3 separate regions of the Zea mays genome follow, and regions 1 and 2 are each linked to region 3. A link is a contact called in public Hi-C data. All regions are on one chromosome and are shown on one strand. The core of a region is the stretch at or near the end of the contact, and the rest is flanking DNA. Distances in the headings are between cores, read along the strand shown.

The links. Hi-C and Micro-C count contacts between places; a contact is called where the count stands out from the background.
Region 1: a Hi-C map of ear shows a contact between it and region 3, with 3 times the contacts expected there. The contact joins the promoter of LOC100216704 here to the promoter of LOC100285703 in region 3. A contact is called at or near these places in 6 of 25 Hi-C or Micro-C datasets (bundle sheath, ear, leaf and 1 more).
Region 2: a Hi-C map of tassel shows a contact between it and region 3, with 4 times the contacts expected there. The contact joins the promoter of LOC100286245 here to the promoter of LOC100285703 in region 3. A contact is called at or near these places in 6 of 25 Hi-C or Micro-C datasets (ear, endosperm, leaf and 2 more).

Annotation. Positions count from the first base shown.
Region 1 is chr5:196,098,655-196,102,830 of Zm-B73-REFERENCE-NAM-5.0, forward strand. It overlaps LOC100216704 (putative dnaJ chaperone family protein), which reads left to right and starts at 2,559. Exons shown (of 8, transcript NM_001143109.1): 1 at 2,559-2,677; 2 at 3,260-3,431; 3 at 3,528-3,702; 4 at 3,805-3,943. The coding sequence starts at 3,279.
Region 2 is chr5:195,713,256-195,717,271 of Zm-B73-REFERENCE-NAM-5.0, forward strand. It overlaps LOC100286245 (3-isopropylmalate dehydratase small subunit 2), which reads right to left and starts at 2,527. Exons shown (of 2, transcript NM_001159133.1): 1 at 1,753-2,527. The coding sequence starts at 2,509. The coding sequence ends at 1,760.
Region 3 is chr5:195,917,933-195,922,275 of Zm-B73-REFERENCE-NAM-5.0, forward strand. LOC100285703 (yfnA) reads left to right here and starts at 2,652. Exons shown (of 8, transcript NM_001174808.1): 1 at 2,652-3,016; 2 at 3,338-3,747; 3 at 4,044-4,220. The coding sequence starts at 2,671.

The DNA.
Region 1 (4,176 bases), core at 1,309-3,808, 180 kb after region 3:
TAGTAATTTATGGGATATTTGGTTTCTAGGGACTAATAGTCCCTCCATTTTATTAGATGTTAATTTCTAAATTGCCAAATATGAAAACTAAAACTCTATTTTAATTTCCATATTTGGTAATTTACTGATTAAAATGGAATAAAATGCAGGGACTGAAAATTTCCATTGAAACCAAACACCCACATTAGTCACTAATCAATTAAGCTAATATAATTTTATTTTTGCGAAATATATCTGTATACTATTATTAGTAATATGGGAGAGACACTTATGTGCTATATTTTTATTATATAGTTGTGAGCCGAAGAACGTCTTGTAAGTTGTAGAGTGGAAACATAATCTGTTGATACATAAAATTATTTTCTGTCCTCTATCATATGAATTTGAGATAGACTTATATCTGAACTCTAAAAAGTGACGGAATATAAAATTCTAGGAGAAATAGGTGTTGGACCTACTGACAAGTGGTTAGGTGGGTCTAAGCACTCCGGAGCTGACAAGGGTCAAGTGCACAACAAAATGTTAGGTAGGGAACTATAATGTCTTGTTATTCGTGTCACATTAGGCTAAAAACATGGTATTTATGGGCACCGGGGGACAGGTAGACCTAAGTACAATTATACATTCTCGAATTATTCCATACAATAGAGTTATTACAATACAGTAACCCTATGACTCAACTGCACTGAACATTCATTCTACCCTGCTGAGGGTCTTACAAGTGGGACCATCACCACTTGACGAGAGCGGGGCCCTGTTTGGGAGCGAGCTCGAGGTCTTCATCCTTACAAACACATTTCTCTTCCATCGGGTGTTAAAGGCGGGGGGGGGGCTTTGTTCCGTGAGGCAGGGCCACTCGACTACTCGAGGGCGTCTTCGCTTGGTAATAATGACCTTGCCCGTCGGTGGCGTCGCTGTCAGTGAGCCCCTCTCTTGTGCGGGCCTTCGCATGATCGTAGCCAGCTTCGTTGGTGCTGGTCTGGCGAAGTCCTCGGAGGTGCGAGACCTTGCACTCAAGCTATGGAAAACCTGGCAGCCAAGTTGAAGACCAGCTCAAAGGAGAGCGGTAACGTTGAAGATGACAACACTACCAATAACGTCCCCAACTAGAGGATTAGGGTTGACCTAATGATCTTTTAAGTTATATGATAGTTGAGTCATGTTTGCAGCGAAGTCCTCGGAGGTGTTTCTAGATTGTTACCTCAAATATCTTGTAAAGAACACCTTAAAAATGACTTCTAACATTTCTAGATGTAAATCATCAATGATGACTTCAATACTAATAGCATGTAATAGTTTTTTCTCAACACATAAAGTTGATAGCCTATTTAACATTTCTTTAGACATTGTAGACATTAAATAATTCTTTAATAATTTTAGCTTTGAGAAGTTTTTTCAGTTGATGTCAGAGCTTTTGGTATTGTAAATAATATTCGATAAGAAATAAATATATTGGGATATCAATCTATTTCTCACAAACTAAAAAAACTCCCTAGCAAACATTGATCTATCTAGCAGTGTCATTTGCAATATTCTTAACTCTAATATCAGATTATTTGCAGTCTATTGTGTGTAGGATGTGGCCTGCAAAGCTAGTCGCTAGTCTGAGACATAAGAATGAGGGTTCCTACATCTACTGAGGAGATGGTGCCCTTGAGAATTGGTGTCCCATGGCGGTCGAGCAGTGACCCTCACTGCTTGCTTGCGTTTGTGTCCTATTTGGCCTTCTTCTTCGTCTTGCAGACTTGTGGAGTAGCCTGTACCGCGTAACCCACTTTATCGCTATCGCTCTTTGAGCTCCTCTCTCTAGCTATGTTCGTAGCCCGCGTTTTCGCTTGCGGCTCACCCACTCCAGCGCTCCATCCTGTTCAGCTCCCATACGATGTGCGCTGTGCGGCCGTTTGCCATGGTCCTTCTTAGACTGTCTCTAGCAACTATTCTATTCTATCTTCTATTTTAAATTTTATTTTACAAACAGTATAATCAACAATATAAATCTTCTATTTTAAGCTATCTGTTGTTGTGGAGCGCCTTACGCTCGTGCCGGTGTCGCCATATGCGCCCATGCGGCCGTCCGCCCCTCCCCGTTCAGACAACAGTCCAGACCACTGTCATACTTTATTTTTTTTGGTTGTCCTCCACGACTGCCCATGTTTTTACAACTCAATTCAATACAAAATCCACATACACTAAATTTTATGGTGCATAGAAACATGAGCTGCGAGGTGAATGCGGGCACCCGGCGCACGCACAAGCGAGCAAAAATGGAGTGATAAGGTTACGCACTTTCAGCCTGTACTATGCTGCAACTCAATAAACTTGTACTCCTACTACTTTGTATTGTATGTTTGTTTACATGGGCTTTGGCTAAAATTGTCGGAATGACGCAACCGAGGCAACGGACTGTATTCCCCACCAATCCAGCCCACGTTCTTCTAAAAAAAACAATCCAGCCCACGTACTACGACTCATCCCGTGGCTTGCCGACCTTCCTCAACCGCAACTCTTTTATAGGCGTGTACCGGTCTACGCGCCGTACACGCCTCTACAGATCCAGGCGCTCTTCTGCTGCAGCGCCGCCTCTCGTCCTCCCGGCGTCATCGTCGCCGCCCTGATCTCCGCAGGCCGGCGTGTGGCGGAGATCCATCCGTGCTTGAACTGACTCCTTCCTTAGCTAGTAAGGAAACCCTAGCTCATCTGCATGCATCTTTTGGTTCGTTCTGTGGAATGATCCTTTGTTTGATGTGAGTTGTCAAATCCTTCGACCTGGTGTGATAGCGTCGATCCGTACCGTGTGTTGTGGTTCGTGTTTTGGGCTGCAGCGTAGTAAAAAACTTCCTTTAATTTGAGTATGTGTTCAATTGAACTCCTGTGCCGCTACCCGCTAGTTTGGACTGGTCCGCTCGTGGTTTAGGGCCTGTTTTTCTCCTAGATTATATAAGTTGTATTATGGTGGAAGGGTAGGAGAGTAAAAACACTTTGGGATCACAAATAAGCTGAAATGCTACCCAATACTAGCTTATTTGTGGTTCCAAAGTGATATTTTACCCTCCCACTTTTCCACCATAATCCAACTTATATAATCTAGGAGGGAAACAAACACACCTTAGTTCCTTGTTTTTTGTAAGTCTGGTAAGGCAATGTTATTATTGTAAGTTCACTGCTACAGAGTACCTTCTCTTTTGAAAAGTACTGGCACTTTTTTATCATTTATTATTGTTATTAATCGCTTGAGTTGATTTGAGTTTTCCGTTCATAGCAAGTACCTATTATCAACCATGTTTGGACGCATGCCAAGGAAGAGTAGTAACAATACCAAGTATTACGAGGTTCTTGGTGTGTCTAAGACCGCAAGTCAGGATGAGCTTAAGAAAGCATACAGAAAAGCTGCCATAAAAAACCATCCTGATAAGGGTGGAGACCCTGAGAAGGTTTGTTCTGTCCACATTTGTTCTGTAATATTAGCTTAGTATGTGCAATTGTAGGTGTTCTCATCGCCAGGTTTTCCTTGATGATGAACTTGGCAGTTTAAAGAGCTGTCTCAAGCTTATGATGTTCTTAGTGACCCGGAGAAGAGGGAGATCTATGACCAGTATGGAGAAGATGCCCTTAAGGAAGGAATGGGAGGAGGCAGCAGCAGTGATTTCCATAGCCCTTTCGACATTTTTGAGCAACTTTTTCCGGGTTCTAGCACCTTTGGGGGTAATCAAAATATCTTGTGGTGTTGTTTATATATATCGTTGCTTCATGCTTCCCTTTGGATTAAAATACTACACTGGTTATTTATCGGTTTATGGTTAATAGGTGGTAGCTCAAGAGGACGCAGACAAAAGCGTGGTGAAGATGTGGTGCATACTATGAAGGTTTCCTTAGACGATCTGTACAATGGGACAACCAAGAAACTATCTTTATCGCGGAGTGCTTTGTGCTCCAAGTGCAAGGGGTAAGTTTTTCTTCGTTCTCAATAGGTAAATTGTCTTCTGGTGAACAGTTTTGCTGTGTTGATATGTAGCCAATGCTGCAAATATACTAATGTCTCAACTTTCAAATGATGCATCATTGGCTTAGTGGATTTTTATGTGTGTTCAAAAACCAGACATGAACATTACCACACACACATTGAGTATTTCATGGGAGGGTGGTAGGTATAGCATAGCTTTATTTCACAAGAGGCTT
Region 2 (4,016 bases), core at 1,277-3,776, 200 kb before region 3:
TTTGATTTGCTACAGCTCTTACCGTGTTTTACCTCTCACAAGCTAGTAAAAGCTGGTGCCTGTGAGATTGTTACAATCTGGGCAGTTGGATTGTATACGTTGAGCTGTTTGGATCAGCTAGAATTCTAAAAAGCCACAACCCAGAAATTCTAGCTGATCCAAACATGACCTAAGTTTAACGCAATGATCTGGAATGGGAGGAGCTTACCCACAGTCAGACTCCAAGTAAATGCTGGTTTGACACATACCAAGTAATGCCATCATGGGATGAAGATCCAACCACAATACGGACCCTCCTCCAGTCATTTTGGGCAGTCTGACCACTGGTGGATCCACCTCCCAAAACGCAAAACCTGCTATGCTAGTGCATTTCCTCTTAACCTCTCTCTGCCAATCCATCATTTTGGGCAGTCTGCCCACTGGTGGATCCACCTCCCAAAACGCAAAAGCTGCTAAGTTAGTGCATTTCCTCTCAACCTCTCCCTGCCAATCCACTAGTTCGATACCGCTCGCAGATCTCTCACCACGCCAACCACCGTAGTTGATCAGACCTGCAGTCTAAGGCCTGCAAACATTTGGAACCCATATGTTCACACGATACACCCAGGTATTGGAGATTCAGGTTAGTGAAGTACAGGACGTGGTCAGGAATTCGTCATGATTGTTGACTGCCATAGCCAATTAGCCATCATTGAGGAATTGGAAACAATATGTACGGGACAAAAGAAAAATACTCCCAAGTTACCGAAGGCTTGTCACAATTTTGCAATATGGCCATTAATTTGTCAAAGTATGGCTCAAGTCAGCTCTAAGTTGATTTTATTACTGCTGACTCAAGGTTGATTAAAACTTTCATCTTTACAATTAAATATATGCAGATCCTCCAGATTCTAATATTCTATGTATGCAGATGGTCACAAGAAATCAGAATTGGTTAAAACTTTGCAACCAGGTTTTCTTCATCTTTAAAGTGGAGTATATGCAGATCCTCCGGATTCTATGTATGTAGAAAGCGACGACAAATCCAAAGAAATACCTGGAATTTTGATCATTGGATTACCCTAAGGATAAAAAAATGCATCCAATAACTGATTGATGACTGTTTTGATAAAGAACATACTATAATTATAGCAATGTGAAACACGTCATCTTTAAATCCCCAAATACTGAACCTCATCTTCAAATTCCAAAAAATATTGTAATTCTAATAGAACTTTAAGTTACTGGGTTGACTCATCAGACAACCATGTGGTTAGCAGAACAATAAGTTTCTAAACAAAAATTCTAATATACATCTCATGTTCTGATTTCAGATGTGGTATGAAATCTGATTAGTTTTTGTCAATAGTTTGATGCTCGATGTGATGTGGTAGTTAAGGAATTTTCTGCCCATAGGTTAATTTGTACACTCCCCACTTCTGTTTTCTTGTGCACAGAAAGTTTCAGGTGTAGTTAAGGAATTTACAGGCATCGAATAATCCAAAGTTTCTAAACAAACCCTGACTGTACCAAAAATAGGTTCCATATGAGCAAGTATCAGTAGGATTCCAACGTGGTCCCTAGTATATGACTGCCACATAGTAGAGTCATATACATTAAACTATCAAACAACGGTGACTAATATGAATCCATTTTATCTCTGAACAACAATTACATGAGGACTAACCTAAGCAGACAGCAACATGTATCGGCAAGGTTCAATTGTATAGCTTGATATGCAGAGGAATAGAACATGAAATACAATTATCTCACCTTTCCCTCATGCAGCAGCTTTCGACGCAATCATTCCTGTCTTCCGGGCGTAGGCAAAGATCCCTCCCGCCTCAATTACAGGGCCAGCATCACCAATTGGTTTCAGCTTGTACTCCTTGCCAGAGGTGTGGTTAATAAAAACGGAGTTAGCAAGGTCCACGGTGACCACATCCCCTGTCTTGCACTCCTTCCAGGCCCCAACGTCCGTGAGCTCCAGAGGGTACACCTCTCCAGTGGCCACGGAGTTGCGAAAAAAGATGCGCGCGTAGCCCTCCGCAACAATGGCGCGTGCGCCAGCGGCCCCAAGCGCGACGGGCGCGTGCTCGCGAGAGGAACCGCACCCGAAGTTGGCTCCGCCGACAATGATGGCGTAGCGGGAGGACTCCTCACCCGGAGCGACGAACGGCGTCGGGTAGGCCGCGGATGGGAGCCCCGCGAAGGCGAAGGAACCGAGCTTGCGGTACTCGTCCGGCTTGGAGGGCACCAGAGTGAGGTGCTCGGCGGGGATGATCTGGTCGGTGTCGATATTGTCGCCCACCACGAAGCACTCGCCGTGGAAAACGGCTGACGACGGCGAGCTGCTGCCCGCCGCGGCAGCAGCGGCCGCGGGGACGATGGACCCAGCGCGGCGGCATTTTAGTGAGTGGAGGCGATGACAGGTGAGCTGGGAGCGCCGGATAAACGCGCTGGTTGGAGCTCGGATTGGGGCTAGAAGCGCTGCCGTGGACACCGCCGTCCCCGACAGAGCCGCCGCCATGATTGGGGAAATGAAATCAGGGGTGGGTCTTAGGGCAAGGGAACGGATCGAATGCTTCAACGCTTACGGGTTAAGGCCCATTATACATTGAGCTGCGGCTGCGTAATTTCGTAAGCGCCACGAAACTAAGCCACGTCGGCCCAGCCCGGATTGACAATCAGTTTCCGTGAACGCCAGGGAACTGTCAGGCGTCCAGCAACCAAAAGAAACTTTTTTTTCTTGATTCTTACTGGGCGAAAGGCTTGTCGTCTCCTTCCGTGTCTTTGAGCCTCTTGGTCATCTTCATCGTATATTATAGACGTTCAAATGAGTCAAATGAGCGGGCGTGCCTGCCCTGCCCGAATTAGCTAGCGGGTCGTGTCGTGTTGGCTCATAGCTCCAAGTGAGGTTCAAGCACGACCCGCTAGGTTAATAATCGTGTCGGGCTGATTCATGGCCTGATAGGTTTAACGGGACCATGACAATATTTTATGTTTAAACGATAAAAATATCTTAAAAAGTATGCATATTTTAGGGTTTATGTTTTATACTCTATATTAAATATAATATAAGTATTTATAGATAAAATAAAAAAATAAAACTAGGTCGTGCCAGGTCTAACCCGTCGTGCCACGCCTTTAGCCCAGGCATGGCCCGGTGACCTGGCCGGACCGGCACAGATCCGATTCACTACGTGACGTGCCGGATTTTGGGCCGCCCGGTCCATCTGGACATCTCTAGCGTATATATCTATATTACTCTATTAAAAATCTAATATGGATATCTGGTGTTACCACAGTTTCATCCTCACAATTTGGCTCGCTCCACGCGGTCCGACTGGTTCTCCTGTCCCGTCGTGCTCTATGGCCCTCACACCCAGCGTCCGCGCAGTGCTCTCTCAGCTACTGCCCTGTGGGCCCCACGCCCGCGCAACTAGCTATCTCGCCAGTCCAGCACTCGACTCTGCCCGCGAGAGCGAGCAATAGAACCCACACCCCCTCCTCCAAATTTTTGGGCTAACCGCTGAACCCCACGTACCATAGTATTTATATTTAAATAATAATTAATTTTAAATAAATGTCTCAATAACTATTTATATAATATATACAAACTGTAACAAAACGAACAACTCGCTAGTGAGCATACAAAATACTATTTTAAATTGTAGACTACACTATTTTAGAGAGTGTGAAGAGTGAGCAACCTCTACATGTTCTATAAGACCAACCAAAAAATAACGCAATCAATAGTACAATCTATCACCCTTAAGTTAGCCATATAAAATTTGTCCATACAATTGAAATTAGACGAGGAAAAAAATGATGACGATGAGTAGTGTTGTATTGTTTTTTACAAAATATGTAATTTTTCTTTGAATTATGTAATTTCTCTTAATTATAGAACGGATGTTTTTTCCAAACAAATTGATGATAAAATTTATGCACTAAGACCTTGTCACTTTTAGTCTCTAAAGAAACAAAGGTGACTAAATGGGGTGTTTGGTTTCTAGGGACTAATGTTTAGTCCC
Region 3 (4,343 bases), core at 1,402-3,901:
AGACATTCCCATCGTTGATGGAGGCGACCACCTCGCTCGGGCAAGGAGGGCAGAGAATCAACCAACCCTACCAACCGGATCTCGGTGGCGTCGAACGACATGAAGATAGCACTCGCGATACCGGCTGGGTCTCCACCATCTCTCTCCCTTCCAACGACAACGACATGCTCTGCTCTCGAAGTCTTCCGGAGAACATCAGGAGCACATGCGAGGATACGAGGATAACGGTCGAGCGGTCGAGCGGGTATAGTGTTTCCCTCCATCTAGAGGGATAGAGAAGCAAACGGGAGGGCAGGAGAGGAAGAGGGCGACGTTGAACGGTGGAGGGGATGAACTGTAGCCGCTAGTGGGGGTGAAGTAGCAACTGTTAAAGAGAGTCTAAGACTATCTGCAGTGAGGAACTTCAACTAGTACGCCATGAAGATAGAGTAATATATATGGTAGAAAAATGTTGCAGCGGGCAATTAGGACAACTAATGTAAGTTTCGTGAGGGAATGAGAGATGCCAAATATAGAGTCCATGCAACTCCTACCGCAAGCTGGCTACGATCCTAGGATTTAGAGGCGGTGAAGGTTATTGTGTGGGGACTAGGGATAGAATAGAGTTGAAAAAAATAATATATGGTAGTTGATATAGAGTTGAGATATAAGTTAATATGATTACAGAGGATTGTGATATATGGTAAAGAATCATGCTGAAGGTGGCATAATATTTTCTTTAGATAGAAATTTAGAGTAACGTGAGTATGGATAGCCTAAACTTCCAGTGCAAGAGAGTGACAGAGAGTGACGTATGGAGGGGGCTTTCTACTTGAGTACCAGTACCTACTCCTGGGTGTGCTATGTGCCTAAGTAGAAGATAGGATGGATCGTGTCCAGCAAGTACTCTAAAGCATCTTGAGAAAATTTACGTCCTTTATATCTCCAGCAGCGTCCTCTAAATATAAAGGATACTGTTAGATCATATATATATATATATATATATATATATATATATATATATATATATATATATATATATATATATATATATATATAATTTATCTCGCCTTTCCTCTATCTATTCAATATTTAAAACAACAGATTTAACAAAAAAATATACATTTGAGAGTACGATAAATATGTACGTACAAAAATTGAAAGTAAAATATGTCTCTAATATAGATATTTATGTACAGAGAACGAGATATAGAGAATATTGTTAGAGAAGGAGGAGATATAGAGGAGAGAATTTTTTAAATAATATTATAAAGAATGAATATAGATGATGAATTTAGAGTGAGTGACATGTTGCTGTCGATACATTTATGCTTCTGGCAAGCCGTTTCAAAGCTTTTGGTCGAGCACAGCCGAGCACCTGTTCTCACGCTTACCAGAAGGACCAACGAGCGATCGTGTTCCTCGTTCAATTCCAGTCCCGTCGCTCTCCAGTCTCCACATCAAATTCATGACGATTGTCCGATTCTTTTAGGACGCCAAGCTAGCTGTTCGGTGACCTGAGCGGCTGAGATGGATTCCCAGCGATTCAATCCAGGGAGGCTTGCCGAGCGTCGTTTCGATGCAATCGAGTGCATCCGTTGCTGGATCAGGACATCTAATCCATCATAATTATAGCAGTACTATCCTATGGCTGCCGTAAACGACCCTGCTTCTATTTAGAGTTTTTTTAAAAAAAATATATATAATGTAGTAGATTAGAGACACGATGCCCTCGTTGAGTGGGTCCAACTGTCGTGCGACTGTTTGTATTTGCTCACACGCCTGACTCTTTCAGTTAGGGTTTGGTACGTCGCTCGTATCCATCCACGCCAGCTCCAAGGCAGTAGGCAGCAGCCGTTCTCGTGGCTCCAGACCGCGCGATAGCTGGCTCGCTTGGTCAGTGGAGGAAGTCAGGAAAGGAACAAGAGCCAGCGTGCGCGCGCACACCAAACGACAGCAAGAGACTTTGCTGTTCCAGATTGGAGGCGGAGCTCGGCGCGGCGGCGCTGCAGTCTGCACGACTCTTTCTCCAGCTGCCCATTTTATGGTCGCTCGTCAAAAGGACGGCAAGTCGGCATACGAATACCCGTTGAATGAAACCAGGTCTGGCTGTTGCATGTTCCTTGTTCGGTTGTTCGCCCTTGCGCGGGAGCCATTAACAATTTTACCATTGTCATTTGTAGACTTTATCAGTATGTCATCCGATTTATAAACAAATCAAAATTGAGAGCGACAAAATAGCAAGTTTCTCGCGGGCACGTTGCTGCAGGCTGCTACAGTGCTTCCTGCCTGCCACGAGCGATGCAGTATAGTAGGTGCAAACAAAACAATTTGCTAGTGTAATAAATGACAGTTGGACAGCAGTGCCCAATCCCGTTACGGCCTAATTTGGGTAATTTAGTAATAAAAGAAATTAGAGTGAATTGTAATGTATTATAAGAGTTTTTGATTTATTAGGAATTTATACATTCTCCAATCTCTCTAAACCACTTCAATACTAGATATCCAAACTGAGCACACCGGCTGGAGAGAAATGTACGAAGAAACACCGGAGTAGAACTCGATGGGAGCCCAACCCAACAACTCCGCTGCAGCCCAAGAGCAGAGAATGCCAGCCCAATCACGGTTTTCCTTCCCTCTGACCGACCGACGCCCGGCCGGCGGCGGGGCCACGCGCCCACGCCTCTCCGCATGACGCAAGAGCCGACGTCACTCCTCCCGATCTGGGCGCGGACGCCAACGACGCGACGGCCCAAGTCGCGACGCCACCAGCTCCCCATCCCCTCGGACGCCATGGAGGAAGCTCGCGACCACAGGCTCTCCTCCACCGCCGGCCGCCCCTTCCTCTCTGGCTTCTGCGCCGCGGCGCTCCGACGTAAGCCCCTCGGCGCCCGCGCCTCCGCCGCCGCCGCCGCCACCGGCGAGGGCCTTGTGCGGCAGCTCGGCGTCCTCGACCTCGTGCTGCTCGGGATCGGTGCGTCCATCGGCGCCGGCATATTCGTCGTCACTGGCACCGTCGCCCGCGACGCCGGCCCAGGTCAACCAACCCTACAGCTCCGTACTAATTTGAATCGAAACCAAACACTGCTGCTGCTGCTCGGTCCAGGCCGACATTTGTATAATGTTTATAATGAGAGCAACAACTTGTTGGTTTCATGGCTAAGTAGAAGCAGTGCGATGGCGCAGTGATTTTGGTGGATCGATCATGCTTGTTGTGGAGCACACTTACGGAAGTGCTCGATTTTTTTCGCTACTTCAAATGCCCCAACTGAAGCGTTGCTCTATTTGCCTAAGTAGCGTGTCGTCCTTCGTTTCGCTCCCGTGGAACTTAAACTAACATGAGGGTATAATATAACAGGTGTCACGATCAGTTTTGTTCTTGCTGGAGCTGCGTGCGTGCTCAATGCCCTGTGCTATGCTGAACTGGCGTCTCGGTTGCCTGCTGTGGTTGGGGGAGCATACTTGTACACGTACGCAGCGTTCAATGAGATCACCGCCTTCTTGGTCTTCACTCAGTTGATGGTGGATTACCATATCGGCGCAGCAAGCATTGCTCGCAGCTTAGCAAGCTACTTTATCGAGTTCTTGGAGCTAATCCCGCTCTTGAAGGGCCAAATTCCAAGCTGGGTAGGCCATGGGGAGGAGTTTTTTGGTGGTGTTGTATCAATTAACATACTGGCCCCCGTTCTTCTCATCATCTTAACTGCGATTCTCTGCTATGGTGTCAAAGAATCATCAGCAGTGAACACGTTTATGACAACATTGAAGGTAAGATTGCTTACATGCCCATATTGGGTTTGTGTTTGCTGCAACTTGAACTTGCTCATTGTTGAATTGGCTAGGCGGTATCTTCATGTAACATCATTGTTAGGTAGGTGGCTAGGTATCCTTTTTCCATATGGTACTAGTTGTTCTATGATAAGAGTTTTTTGTGCTTGCAGAAGGCAATGCTTTTTAATGTTAGGTGTTATGTTTCTCAAGATTTAGTTTTCATGTTTGTGAGGTAGAAGGCATATGCACTGTTGTTTACTACTTTGGACTGATGCACCTGTTTCCAAATGCAGATAATCATTGTTATAGTCATTGTATTTGCTGGTGTGTTTGAGGTGGATGTATCAAACTGGTCTCCGTTTATGCCAAATGGTTTCAAATCTGTAGTGACTGGAGCCACAGTAGTCTTTTTTGCATATGTTGGATTTGATGCGGTTGCTAATTCTGCTGAGGAAGCCAAAAGGCCACAGGTAATTCGTATGCTGGATTTATTGCCCTGTCTTTTTATGGCCATATTCTATTTTTTAGTGAATGTCAGTATTCGTTTTTTACATAATCTATAGATTATAAAAGTGTGAAATGCATTCTAACTT